Linked DNA regions of Lactuca sativa: region 2 is linked to region 1. Evidence: chromatin contacts called from public Hi-C data. All regions are on one chromosome and are shown on one strand. The core of a region is the stretch at or near the end of the contact, and the rest is flanking DNA. Distances in the headings are between cores, read along the strand shown. Region 1 holds the start of LOC111898392 (receptor-like protein EIX2). Region 2 holds the start of LOC111898372 (ribose-phosphate pyrophosphokinase 1).

What was found. A called contact is a pair of places that touch in the nucleus more often than the background predicts.
Region 2: a contact with region 1 is called in a Hi-C map of leaf, with 6 times the contacts expected there. The contact joins the promoter of LOC111898372 here to the promoter of LOC111898392 in region 1. A contact is called at or near these places in 2 of 4 Hi-C or Micro-C datasets (both in leaf).

What each region holds. Positions count from the first base shown.
Region 1 is chr5:72,061,985-72,068,738 of Lsat_Salinas_v11, reverse strand. It overlaps LOC111898392 (receptor-like protein EIX2), which reads right to left and starts at 2,398. Exons shown (of 1, transcript XM_023894315.1): 1 at 1-2,398. The coding sequence starts at 2,398.
Region 2 is chr5:72,239,776-72,246,529 of Lsat_Salinas_v11, reverse strand. LOC111898372 (ribose-phosphate pyrophosphokinase 1) reads right to left here and starts at 3,591. Exons shown (of 9, transcript XM_023894292.2): 1 at 3,294-3,591; 2 at 2,581-2,754; 3 at 2,243-2,491; 4 at 2,011-2,154; 5 at 1,743-1,910; 6 at 1,422-1,491; 7 at 1,154-1,235; 8 at 899-1,058; 9 at 490-695. The coding sequence starts at 3,377. The coding sequence ends at 657.

The DNA of each region.
Region 1 (6,754 bases), core at 1,149-3,648:
GTCTATTGGAAGAAAGATCAAGGCTAACGACAAGACCCAATGTCTTTTGGTACTCCGATTGCCTTCCTTTCCATTGCAGTAATGCTTTAAACACAACCCTAGCTGTGATAATCAGTCTGCTTTGATCCAACCCGATTGCGTTGTACTCAATACTTGCTTGCAGTATCCCTTTCTCCCTCATTATCATCCCCGAAATGTTATTGAGGCATTTCGGTATTTTCCAGGTGATATCGTTAACTGAGAGGTCTAAAATTTGAATGTTCTTGAGCTTACATAAGCTTGTAGGAATGGTTCCATTGAACCGATTTGATGGTAAGCTAAGAACAAGCAACATTGCAAAGCTTTCCCCTAACCATTCAGGTATATTACCCGATATTTCATTTTCTCCAAGATCAAGAAGTAGCAATGAAGTGCAGTTTTGTAAGGACGTAGGCAGCTCCCCGATCAAGCTATTGCCTCGTAAACTCATCATTTTAACAAACTCGAGAGCCCCAATCGAGTCGGGAACTTTCCCGATAAATCCATTGTTTTCAAGGTTGAGAATATTCAGGTTATTAAGGTTGTTCCAGCAGTTTGGAAGCTCTCCCGACAGTTTGTTATTAGAAAGATCAAGGTGGCTTAAACTAGTTAGGTTACACAAGGAAGAAATGAGCCCTGAGAACATGTTGTCGTTGAGCTTTAGAGTAACGGTGTCAAGAGGAAACAACGGCAAGTTACCCGAGAAGTTGTTTGAGCTCATATCGATTAAAGGTCGGTTACCAGATATAAAATCCAAATCCGGAATCATTCCATGGATCTGGTTGGAGGAGAGATTTAAGTAACGAATGCCCGGAATCAACGACTCCCAGAACCAACTGGGGACGGAATCATTGATTCCGGCGTTAGATATATCAAGCACGGAGAAATTCGTTTGAGTTCTTAGCCATCCCGGGAAAGAACTCCCGAGTTTGCAGGATGACAACGAGATGGTTTCGAGTTGAAAAGTAGCAGACCAATCGGAACCGATTTCTAAATCCAACGAATTAAACGACAGATCGAGGTAAGTCAAACGAGAAAGATTAGCTACATGCGTTTCAGATATCGTTCCTTGAAAGAAATTAGAAGATGCGCCCAAAGACTCGAGCTTGGAGAGTGGCTCTAACTTTTCAGCTAGAGTTCCATTTAATAGGTTTCTCTCAAAATACAATTCCCGCAAAGAAGCAAAAACAGAAAGATTAGGGAGAAATCCATTGATACGGTTATCCGCCAAATCAAGGATGAAAAGATTCGAGATTTTTTCAAATTTTTGTGGGAAAGATCCGTTCAACTGATTGCGTCCAAGGAGCAGTTCCTTGAGAGACGTGAATGTTGTAAAATCAGGTAAATTACCAGTAAATTGATTGTCATATAAATCCACAACTTGTAATGTCCTCTGTGGACCTAAACCAGAGAGTTTATCGAAAAAACTAGGAAGATCTTGATTCAGATTGTTCCCAGATAACACAAGTTCCCGAATGTTGGTCATGTTCCGAAATGAGCTTGGGATACCACCTTGGAGGCCATTGTTGGTCAAATCTAGGGTTTGGAGGTTTTTAAACATACCAAATGCTTCAGGAATGATACCAAGTAGCTTATTGTTAGATAGATCGATGTAAGTAAGGGTGCTGCTAAAATTGAATAACCAAGGGTATATCATAGAGTTTGGAAGATCGTTATAACTTATATCAACAACTGATAAGTTTGTCATGGAACGAACAAATGATTTGTCAGTGTTATTTGGAAGTAAGCAGTTTGCAAGGTGCAACTCTACAAGGGAGGGCAATCTGATGGCGTTATTGAGTAACCCAACAGATTCACTCAAGTCTATATAACTTAGATTTAGGTATTTGAGAGAGGAAAGACGAGAGAGCCAATCTGTGTTCTTCATCACCACAGGTGTAGCTAACAGATCAAGAGTTTGTAAGCTGGAAAGATTGCCTAATTGATGCGGAAAATTTGATGAAGTTAACTCAATGTTAGCGAGTTTGAGGTGTTGTAGGCTGTTGAGGGAACCAAGGAAGTTTGGGATACGAGTGAAACTGTTTCCACTCAAATCTAAATATGTCAAAGAATTTAATGAAAGCAATGAAGAATCAATTTCACCACTGAGACTAAGTAATTGTTCGAGTTCATCTGACCAGACTGCAGGAAGATCAAGTTTAATGACTTGGTCAGTGTTGTTGTTGCATCCTACGCCTCTCCATTTACAGCAATCTCGTGAAGCGTTGTTATTTCTCCATGATTTGAGAAGGGCGTAATCGTCCGTGAGCCCTTTTTTGAATTCCAAGAGTGCCCTTCGGTCACGCTCCACGCACCTTGTTTCAGCATAGTTGAGGTTGCTGCATATGAAAAGGAGAAGGAAATATAGGAGGAGATGCATGAGTGATGAATTTGGTTTCAAGAAATTAATTAAAAGGAGTATGAGATTAATAGTGTTGAAGCTCCTAATTAATCTTTGTGCTATTATATATTTATAGAGTTATGGGGAACATTCTGTTGTTCATATTATAAGACTAACATGGGATAATGACAAAATAGAGTTGACTATGGAGATTCTTCTCCAATTCCAAAATGTCAAAGGGACATCCTCTTCACAAAACCTTTTTTATTTTTATTTTTATTTAAACATATAACTAATAATCATGCATACGTAAGACATATTCCGAGTACCAGAATTCACGTCAATTAGAATGAAACAACGTGTCATCACCTGTGCTTTTAAAAGAAGATAAGTTGTAAGTGGCAAGGAACCCTTTTTGAGGTTTCAGTTTGGCTATTATGTGTAACATTCTACACTTAGGTGCCGTTTGTTTTTTCTAAAAAACTTCTTCTAACCACTTATTGTTGCGTCGTTCAGCACACGCACATCACTTAGTCATTCGCAGCTGTTTGTTTTTTAAAAGACGTCTGACTTAAAAATTGTTGTGTGTGTGCTGCGTGGCGCAACACTTGACCCTCTGCTTCAAACCTCTTCACACATTACTTTAACTTATTTTAATAGTCTGCAGAGGTTAAAAAACAAACAAATTTTTTATTATATGTTGCAGCCGTTTGGTCCTCCTCTTCTGCCACAAAGGGTTGCAGAGATGGTCCACTGACTCGCTTCGCTTCGAAAAACAAACGACACTTTAGAGATTGAGAAATCTGGAAAAGCTAGAGCCTAGAAGATATATGACCTAAATTTATTTGTGACAATACCTGGTGGCTGCTTTTGCTTGACCTCACACACACCTCAACCATGTGAGGTTTTAATAAACTATGCTTAGAATCATGTGCAGATGTGTTACAAGGAATGAGATAGGACCTTCCTTGGATAAAACCACTTCATAAGTATACTGTATATAACATATATAAAAGATTCTAAAATACTAAAATAAAAAGAGGAGATCGAATAGAAAAGGAAATTAAAAAATGGTATGTTATACCTTCGTTTGGAATAGCACTAGAATTCATGTCAAGTAGCATGAAACAAGTCAGGTTAAGTTACCCGAAATTTAATTATTCAAGTCGGTGGGAATTCACATCTCCCACCGGTAATGCCTTATTGAGGCTATATTAATCTCCTTTTCATTTCAACTCTCACAACCTAAACATTTTGACATGGTTCACGGATTTCAAAAGAATTTGGAAGACTTGAAATGCAAATTTCGGCAAAAATCACAGTTTCGTTGACAAAACTAAATGATTTTGAATTTTTAAATTCCATTAAATTACGTTCGTGTGAGAAAATTAATTATTTTTTTGGCTAAAAGTTCAGATTCTATATTCTATTTTTTATGTTATACTATAAATACAAAATATCTTTTCGCCTCCTTTTTATTTACGATAATTCATCAAATTAACGATATTACCATCACCTCTCCCACGCCTCACCCACCCACTAACAAGACCTCATACCTACCCCCACCCCACAAGCTCATATCGATAAGCCCATCCCAGGTTGAATGTCAATAATGGCCCCTAAAATCACTAGAACATGATCATTGATATGAGTATGGGATATACATGCCAGAGAAATCCTTAGGGTGTGTGGATTGTCAGATTCTTTTTCTCATGTGTCAAATGATATGTATTTAGATGGATTTGAATTTAGAAGGTTTTCAAAATCTATTGTGTTTAATTTATAAAGTCTGAACAAAATCTTTTTATAATCTCGTTTGTTTTACAAAAGACTTAGGGCATGTTTGACAAAACTTGATAGCTGGTAGTTTGTGGCTGGAAGTTGAAAGTTGGTAGATAGTAGCCGATGGTGGGTAGTAGGTAGTTGGAAGGTGTAACTTTTATTTGTAAATGTAAATAAGTATTTGGCAAAAATTGTTGAAAGCTTTTAAAATATGTATAATTACATAAAATACTTTGTATAAAAATACAAGATTAGTTTTGTTAAGAGTAATGTAGTAATTTTGTTATAATAAGCAATAGTTTTTTGTTAAACGTTACTTGAAAATAAGCAACTTTTGGATTTTGAGTTTTTTATTTAAAATAAAAACTAAAACCTTCTACCGACAAACAATTTTATTTTTCTGAGTTTTTGTTAAAACCTAAAAGCTCCCAAAAACTTTGTACCTGTTTGACATGTATCTTCCCATAACTGATTTCATTGAACAGGAATGAATAAATATACAATACATTGGGCCTTAGGCCAATATACAAGATCAATACAAACGGACTAGTTATCTGTCCAAATATAAAGCAATACACAAGAATATATATATATATATATATATATATATATATATATATATATATATATATATATATATATATATATATATATACACGCTAATACCCCCCGCAGTTTGAGCGGTAGTTAACGTCCAAACACTTAAATTGTTCCTGAAATCTGTGAAGAGAGAAGAAGGCAGCCCTTTAGTGAACATGTCCGCATATTGAAGACTCGAAGGGACGTGCAGGACACGGATTTCACCGGTGGCAACTTTGTCTCTGACGAAGTGAATGTCTATCTCGATGTGTTTCGTCCTTTGATGTTGTACTAGATTCATAGAAAGGTACACGACACTGATGTTATCACAATACCCAATGGTTGTCTTAATTAGGAATGGAGGTATGAAGCTCACGAAGAAGATTTCGAAGTCAGCAAGATTCGGCAACCACATTGGCAACGCACGATATTCGGCTTCGGCACTTGATCTGGAGACCGTTGGTTGATGTTTTGAAGACCATGAGATCAAGTTATCGCTTAAGAAAACATTATGACCACTAGTAGATCTACGAGAAGAAGGACAACCGCCTCGGTCAGCATCTGAGTAGGCAATCAAACCAGTTGTAGAAGATCGATGAAGCTGGAGACCGAAATCCAATGTCCCGCGAATGTAACACAAGATGCGTTTAAGAGCATGAAAGTGAGGTTTGGGCGGGTCGTGCATGTATAAACATATTTGTTGCATAGCAAAGGAAATGTCAGGTTGAGTAAAGGTCAAATATTGTTAGCCTCCAATTAAGTTGCGGTAAAGAGTCGGGTCAGAGTCGCCTGAGTCGTCGAGTTTCAATTGGGTGTCGGCAGGAGTTCGGCACGGGTTACAATTTAACATGTTAGCTCGCTCGAGGACTTCAAGGGCATATTTGCGTTGAGAAAGAAATAGTTCTGCATGATTAGATGTTGCCGAGATCCCCAAAAAGTATGATATAGGACCTAGATCGGTCATAGCAAATTCCGTAGTGAGAAGCTTGGTGATTCGGTCTAAGAGATCTGTTGTAGAAGCTGTCAAAATAATATCATCAACGTATAGTAGCAAGTAAGCAGTGGTGTCATCGCGCTTAAAGATAAATAGGGACGAATCGGTTTTGTTGTGGATGAATCCAAGACGGGTAATAAAGGTAGCAAACCAATTGAACCATGATCTCGGGGCCTGTTTGAGACCGTAAAGAAACTTCTGGAGATGGCACACATGGTCTGGGAATTTCAGGTCATGAAAACCCAGAGGTTGATGAATGTAGACGGTTTCATTGAGGTGACCATGTAAGAATGCATTTTTAACATCAAGTTGGTGTATAGGCCATTTCTGAGAAGTGACGAGACTGAGAACGGTGCGAATGGTGTCTGGTTTAACAACCAGGCTAAAAGTTTCATCACAATTAATCCCCGGTCTTTAACGTTTTCCATTTGCAACAAGTTGAGCTTTGTATCGTTCTAAAGAGTCATCTGCTTTGTATTTCTTTTTAAATAACCACATAGACCGAACAATGTTGACACCCTGTGGTCTAGGTACAAGTACCCACGTTCTATTAGAAATAAGAGCATTAAATTTGGTTTTCATGGCATTGGTCCAGTTTGGGTCACGAAGGCGTAAAGATGAGAGCGGGGTAGCAGGGATTCAATTGAGGTGAGAAGGTTGAGTTTAGAGATAGGTTTGGTGATACCACTTTTGGCTCTAGTGGTCATAGGATGAGGGATTTGAGTTGTAGGAGAATGAGAGGGGGTGAGGAAGGATTGTAAGGATCAGAATCGGAGAAGAAGGGTTATTTGGGAAGGTTTCAGATGTGGGGGGCTGTTTTGGTGGATTTCGAAGTTAGGGAGGGGTCTGTTTTGGTTATTGGCAAAAGTTATGGGGTTGTGTGAAGAGGTTTCGATGGGATGAAGGGAAGAGAAAAGGGGATAGGGTGGTGAGGTGATGTCGTTTTCAAGGAAGGTTAAGATGGAGGAGAGGTTGGCATCATAGATTTAAACGGGAAGGATTTGTTCATAAAGTGAACATGTCGGGAAATAATACTTTTA
Region 2 (6,754 bases), core at 2,342-4,841, 180 kb before region 1:
GACACTCCTCACTTTCCCTCCGTATCCTTCTATTTCTCTCCTTAAGTAGAACTCGGGAACAAGGCGTAAAAGCTTTTTGTCCACGTAAAATAGATAAAATTTCTGATATATAAGTTATATTCGTTTTGGACTCATTGACCCATTTGGCCTTTCTTCCATTTATCCGCAATGGCAATCAATATGATAGATTAATGCATGCTTGAAAGTATATTTCAACTTGTACAAAATCATTGATTCTTGCAAACTACATTATTTTCACAAGTTACATATATCAAGTAATTGATATGTTGGATTATTTATATTTGATGTTTTGTCAAAAACATGTCATATATATTACAAATATCAGAAGAAAATGGAGTCACGCTTTAAGAGAATGGGTAATCATAAAACATAAAAAGAATCAAGTGAAATGTTCCTATTAGTATTTATATTTCTACAATTAGTCCAAATTCACATACAAAATGGTTGGTTTGAAACGAAAACCAAGTATGATGGTAAATTACATCACTTTATATATTTAAATCAAGTATGGTACTTCTAAAAGCACTAATGTCATAGAATAACAAGGTTTAAAAATCTCATTTATAATTACAACATGGAAGTTTGAATCTGCAAAATGGATTAGATTTGTACATGGGATGAGAGTTGGGGGTAACTTAGTCAATTCCTAGGCCAGAGAAGTGTTCATAGCCTCCCTGTTTACAAAACACATAATACATACGAATTAGTATTTAGTAATACTCCCAAATTTTGTCAAATTGTTTTCCTTTTTGAAAAAAAAATGTTTAGATTCTGTATCGGTTTTAAATTTTAAGTCAAAAAGTAGACAATTTAAGTGTTTTTTAGGGTTATATGCAAGAAAAAAAAAAGTAAAAAATAAATAAAAAGAGGGTCTTACAGAGTAGTCATCATGCACACGCCATATGCTTTCACCAAGTAAGTTTGCTACAGATAAAACAGTGAGCTGTGGAAAATAGTTCTTTTCTGAAACTGGAACAGTATTTGTGATAATCACTTCTTGAAAAAGCCCACTTGACAACCTCTCAATCGCTGGTGGACTGCATATCAACAATTTAATAATAAAATATTAAACCTCAAAAATAAAAAAATTCATGACACCAATTCATGACACAAATTATGAAAAGTAATGGACCTAAAAACAGCATGTGTGCAGCATGCATAAACTTCTCTTGCCCCTTCATGATGCAATAAGGCTGCACCTTTCGATATAGTACCTATAAATAAATAAAATCCATAAATAATTTTTAAATTAAATATATAAAGTTTCAATAACACTAAACTAGAGCGTTTGTTTGGTTTTTTTTTTTTTGGAAGGAATGGAATCTATCAATATATATATATATATATATAAGGAGGGTATTTTAGTCTTTTAATAAAAATAATCCATCTCCAATCCATACCAGCAGTGTCGATCATGTCATCCACCATAACTGCTACTTTACCCTTTACATCACCAATCAAATTCATTACCTGCAACCCCATACATACAACTTTCATATATGGGTATTTTCGTCTTTTTAACAAATTAAGGATGAAATTAAAATCCAGTTCCTACAAACTTGGAAGGAATGGTAATCATTAACCAAAGTCCCCATGGAATAGAATCTGGAATTGAACATTTACATTTTACATTATATGATGTTGGGCAACAAAACATGAGGTTTTTTTCTTCAAGGTCAATTTTGTAATTTGCGAAGCAATAAAAAAAAAAGTAAAATTACTTCTGCCACATTGTGGCCATGACGCCGCTTATCAACAATGGCCAAAGGTGCATCTGATAATTTTTTGGCAAAAGCTCTTGCTCTAGCAACTCCACCAACATCAGGTGACACCACTACTAAATCATCAGTTTTAATTGTCTTGCTTGCAAGGTAATCAAGTATCACAGGCTGCTTATCCCAAAAAAAAAAAAAAATCTCAAAATGTAGTTTCATTTTAAAAAATAATAATAATAATAATAATAAAGAATTAAAAAAGTAGTCTGATTACCTGACCATGTACATGATCAACTGGAATGTCAAAATACCCCATTGATTGCCCAGAGTGAAGATCACAAGCAAGAACTCGATCTGCTCCTGCTTCTGTTATCAGATTTGCAACAAGTTTAGCTGCAATTGATTCACGCCCTTGAGTCTGAATCCATCAATTGCATAAAAACAAATTATATATATAAATATGTTAAATTTATAAATTTACAGTCGAATTTATAATGCAAAGTTACCTTTCGATCAGCTCTTGCATATCCAAAGTATGGAATAACTGCAGTGATAGTTTTTGCAGATGCTCTGCGACATGCATCTATCATGATCAAAAGCTCCATAAGATTCTCATTTGCAGGAGGACATGTTGGTTGTACAAGATACACATCACACCCTCTAACACTCTCACGTAACTGAACATATATTTCTCCATCAGCAAAACGTTTTATGTCAATCTTTCCAAGGTCTAAACCCATGTAACATGCAACTTCCTATCAAATACAACAAAACTCAATCAACATACACATTTGAAATGAGTGATACCCAACAAAAGATATAGAAACAATTGACCAAATTGTACCTCGGATAATAAAGGATTTGCAGTGCCTGAAAAGATCCGAAGTCTGTTGTCATCTTTTTTTGTTGGAATTCTCTCGAATTGATTCAAATTCAAGAAATTAGGCATTGTTTCTTGCTCGTTGGTGAGGATTTGTGTATTCAACCTCCCGTTTTCTTTAAAATTCACCCTGCAATTCTGCTTCCATGACACTAGAGTTAACACGCATATAACATTGTGCAATCATTAGTTAACAAGCATGCTACTATTTGTATGTTACAGTGAATTATTTATTATCTCCTATCTATACAGGACTATTTTGAATCAGATAACATTTCTTTAAGTGAATCAACAGATGGGAACTAGAATTCTTCTGTGTGTCCATATATATAGAAACACAGACATAAAAATACACACATATCATAGATGCACAGATTTTCAGGTGATCGTGTAATGTCTAGAAGCTAATTGAAGATGTTCATCCTTTCTTCTTCATTTGAAAGAAATGAACTTCTGTAAATAGATTATTAATCCCATTTCTATATAGCGGAGATATATAAATAACATACACAGATATTTTTAAAAGCTACTGATAAACAAACAGTGAAAATACTTGAACGCAACGAATCTTTGTATAGAGTTAAAGCAATTTATGAAGTGTTTATACATAGATATGAATCGGAACCAAACTTTGAAGTGTTTGCCAAAAGTAAACTGAAGAGACAGTAAAAACTCACAATTACGCCGTTTCTAGCGGGGATTGCAGAGCTAAATTTGTTCGTAGCTGCGAGATTCGCTGAAGAAAACGCAAGAGAAGCCATCGGCTGTTGGCGAGAAACTGATTACACTATCGGTATTATGTGCGTGTTAGAAAGAGCAGCCAGGATTTAGGGTTTTGGAGTATACGTGAGGTACTGAGTAGTTAAAGTTGTGGTAAAGGACTAAAGGGGGTAATGGCGTATAAACAGGACAGTTGCAAAAAGATGTTGGTTATTGGTTAGCCAACGAGGATCTATTGAAAATTTCCAGCTTTTGATAAGTGTGTTTGGATAGTTGAAAACTTTAAATTTGATCGTTTCTTTTCCTACATTTTGTTTTGCTTTTGGTTTGGAAATAGAAATACAAAAAAAAATGAAATTGCTTAAGACTTAAGGGATAATGACTTGAAAGGGTAACGAACTTTCGACTTTTGTCACATTTAGTCACTAAAATTTTTTTCGTTATCTATTTGTCATTGAACTATTGAAATTGTTCATATTTTACCCTTATGACCGGCTATTACCGGTCATAAGGGTAAAATGTAAACAGTTTCAACAGTTTAGTGGCAAATAGATAATGAAAAAAAATTTAGTGACTAAATGTGAACAAAATTGAAAGTTCGTTTCCCTCTAAAAAGTTCAATGACTAAATGTGAACAAACTTCCTATTGTATTATGTTTTAGCAAATTATTTATTTTTGTTTAATAGTAGCAACATTTGTTGATGAAGAAATCTATGAAATAAAAAAAACAAAATGTAACATCCGGATTTACAGGTATCATAATTTAAGTATTTTTCTTTTGAGTTAAGAAGAGAGACTCGACGAGTTGACGCCTCAACTCGTCGAGTAAGGTCGCGACTGATGACTCAGATTAATGAATGGACTCGACGAGTCGGTGAGGCGACTCGACGAGTCCGCATTGTTGGCAGAAACTCTAAATCTTTGGGCCCGAGCCATAGTTAAAGGCACTTATGACCTTCAATTGCGACTACCTTTCCCATAAGTGAGAACCCTAGCGAGCTTGAGTGTGTAGAGTGAAAGAAAGAGCTATCTTGAGCTTTTTGGTGTGATAGATCTGGACCCTTCTAGGTCCATAGAGCCGAGAATATGAAGCTTTAGTAGAGTAAACCTTGGGGTTCGAAGTTAGGAAGCATTTATAGGATTTTTATGGTATATATAGTTATTTTCATCTTACACATAGATATGAAGTATTTTATATAAATTACGTGCTATGTATGCATATTATTTGAATACGTGTTGTCTATGCTGGATGAACGATTTTATACATGTTTTAAAAAATTTAAACGGTATATTTATTTTATATCTACAAATATGTTGCGGATGAAACATGGGTAGATGAAATAGTTGGTGTGTGATGAAATAAAACGATGAGAGATAGGTGATGATAAAAAGGTGATGATAATTAGGTAAATCGATGATGATGAATATGTGATGTAGGATGAAAGGAGATACCATAACCTTAACCGACAATGTGGCGATGTCGTCATCTATCAGAGTATAGATGGCGACCACAAACTATTCTAGACAACTCAGTGGAAACATCAGCAGACCCATAACCTGTAGGTGATGAATTACGAGTTCAGGCGATGTTGTAACTACGTATTCATGCGATGATACTCTAACCCCTTACTATGAATTACGAGTTCAGACGATGTTGTAACTACATATTCATGGGATGTCACAAATTCCGCATGCCAAACTAATGGTCAAAATTCACATCAATGAGAATGGTTCATTTTTTTGTAAAACCAAAATCAGATTGGAAATTTTGATTTTTTATTTTGGAAAATGTCAAACCATTGGTTTTTTATTTCGGTTTTGGTTTTTTGTTTTTTTTAAATATAATTTCAGGGTTCAGTTTTTTTTTTTTTTTATTTCATAGATTTCTTCATCAACAAATGTTGCTAGAATTTAACAAAAACAAATAATTTGCTAAAACATAATACAAGAGAAAGTTTGTTCACATTTAGTCATTGAACTTTTTAGAGGGAAACGAACTTTCAATTTTGTTCACATTTAGTCACTAAACTTTTTTTCGTTATCTATTTGCCATTGAACTATTGAAACTGTTCACATTTTACCCTTATGACCGGCAACAGTCGGTCATAAGGGTAAAATGTGAACAGTTTCAATAGTTCAATGGCAAATAGATAACGAAAAAAAGTTTAGTGACTAAATGTGACAAAAGTCGAAAGTTCGTTATCCTTTCAAGTCATTATCCCAAGACTTGATGGCTTAAGCCTTTCATTTAAACCCGTAAAAAGGAGTGCAATAGAAAACATGTTGTAGGTTGAAAATCGTAATTTCCTATATCATAGGGGTGAGGTTTTTATCGCGAGTTATATACAAGAGTCTATTTTACTTTTTCTATAGACTTTGAGACCTAATTCCAAACTTAAGCAGGTTTAACATGTCTTTTGTAACACTCTATTTCAATATGTTTCTTAATCCACAGTTTGTGGGCCCTAATCGATCAAGAAAAAGCTTTAGGCTTTGAGGAAGTAAATTTTAGACCTTATTGAAGGATGTTAATATTGGTCTGAGATCTAAGCTCTTTGATTTGTGTGTTGGAACCAAAGGGTAAAATAGGAAAAGTTATATGTCAGGATTTTTGCATGGATTATGGTTTTAGTTCGGCATGTGTTAAGCCAAAAGTAACTAGATAGAATTGTGGGGCTCTACAATACCTTTATGTGCATATAAAGAACCCTAAAAATGGAGTTGAAACGAAGAAGATATGGTTGTTTGAAGTTAAATTGGAAGTTGGGGGTTTTGCCCTACGCAAGGCGTAGATGCTGAATGAGGGATGCATTTTTATTAATCTACGCATGGCATAGGTTTTGCTACGCAGGGCGTAGTCGTTGCTGATCAAAACCTTAACCCTAAGGTTTTGGGCCCTATTTAAGGGCTCTGGCTTCTTAGAACCTTTCCCATTACCAACCTTTAGTACCTCATATCGTTCCTTTGAAACCCTAGCCACCAATTATGAGTTTTGGAAGCATTAGTGTGATTTTTGTTTGCATTCTTGAAGAAGGAGTTCATTAGAGAAGCAAGTGTGAGCTCCAAGCTTTGAAGATCCATACTTTGCACTTCATCACCTATCTCCAGGAGGTATAAAGCTTGCATCTTGATGTTTCTTTTGTTAGATCTAATTAGTGATAAGATTAAAACTAATAAGATCGATAGATTCAAAACAGGTAGAATAATTAAACATAAAAAAAGGAGATCAAAGTTATGCTGAATGATTAATAAGCACTGCCTTAGAAGAGCCCGACTAAGAACTGCTAATGTAAAGGCAATGTAGGGTTACAAGAAGATCGATACAAAACATGGTGCATGCATGTACTATAAATACCCTAACCCTAGCACAATAAAGAAGCCAGGTGGACAGGCCCAACTTGTTATGGACTATAACAA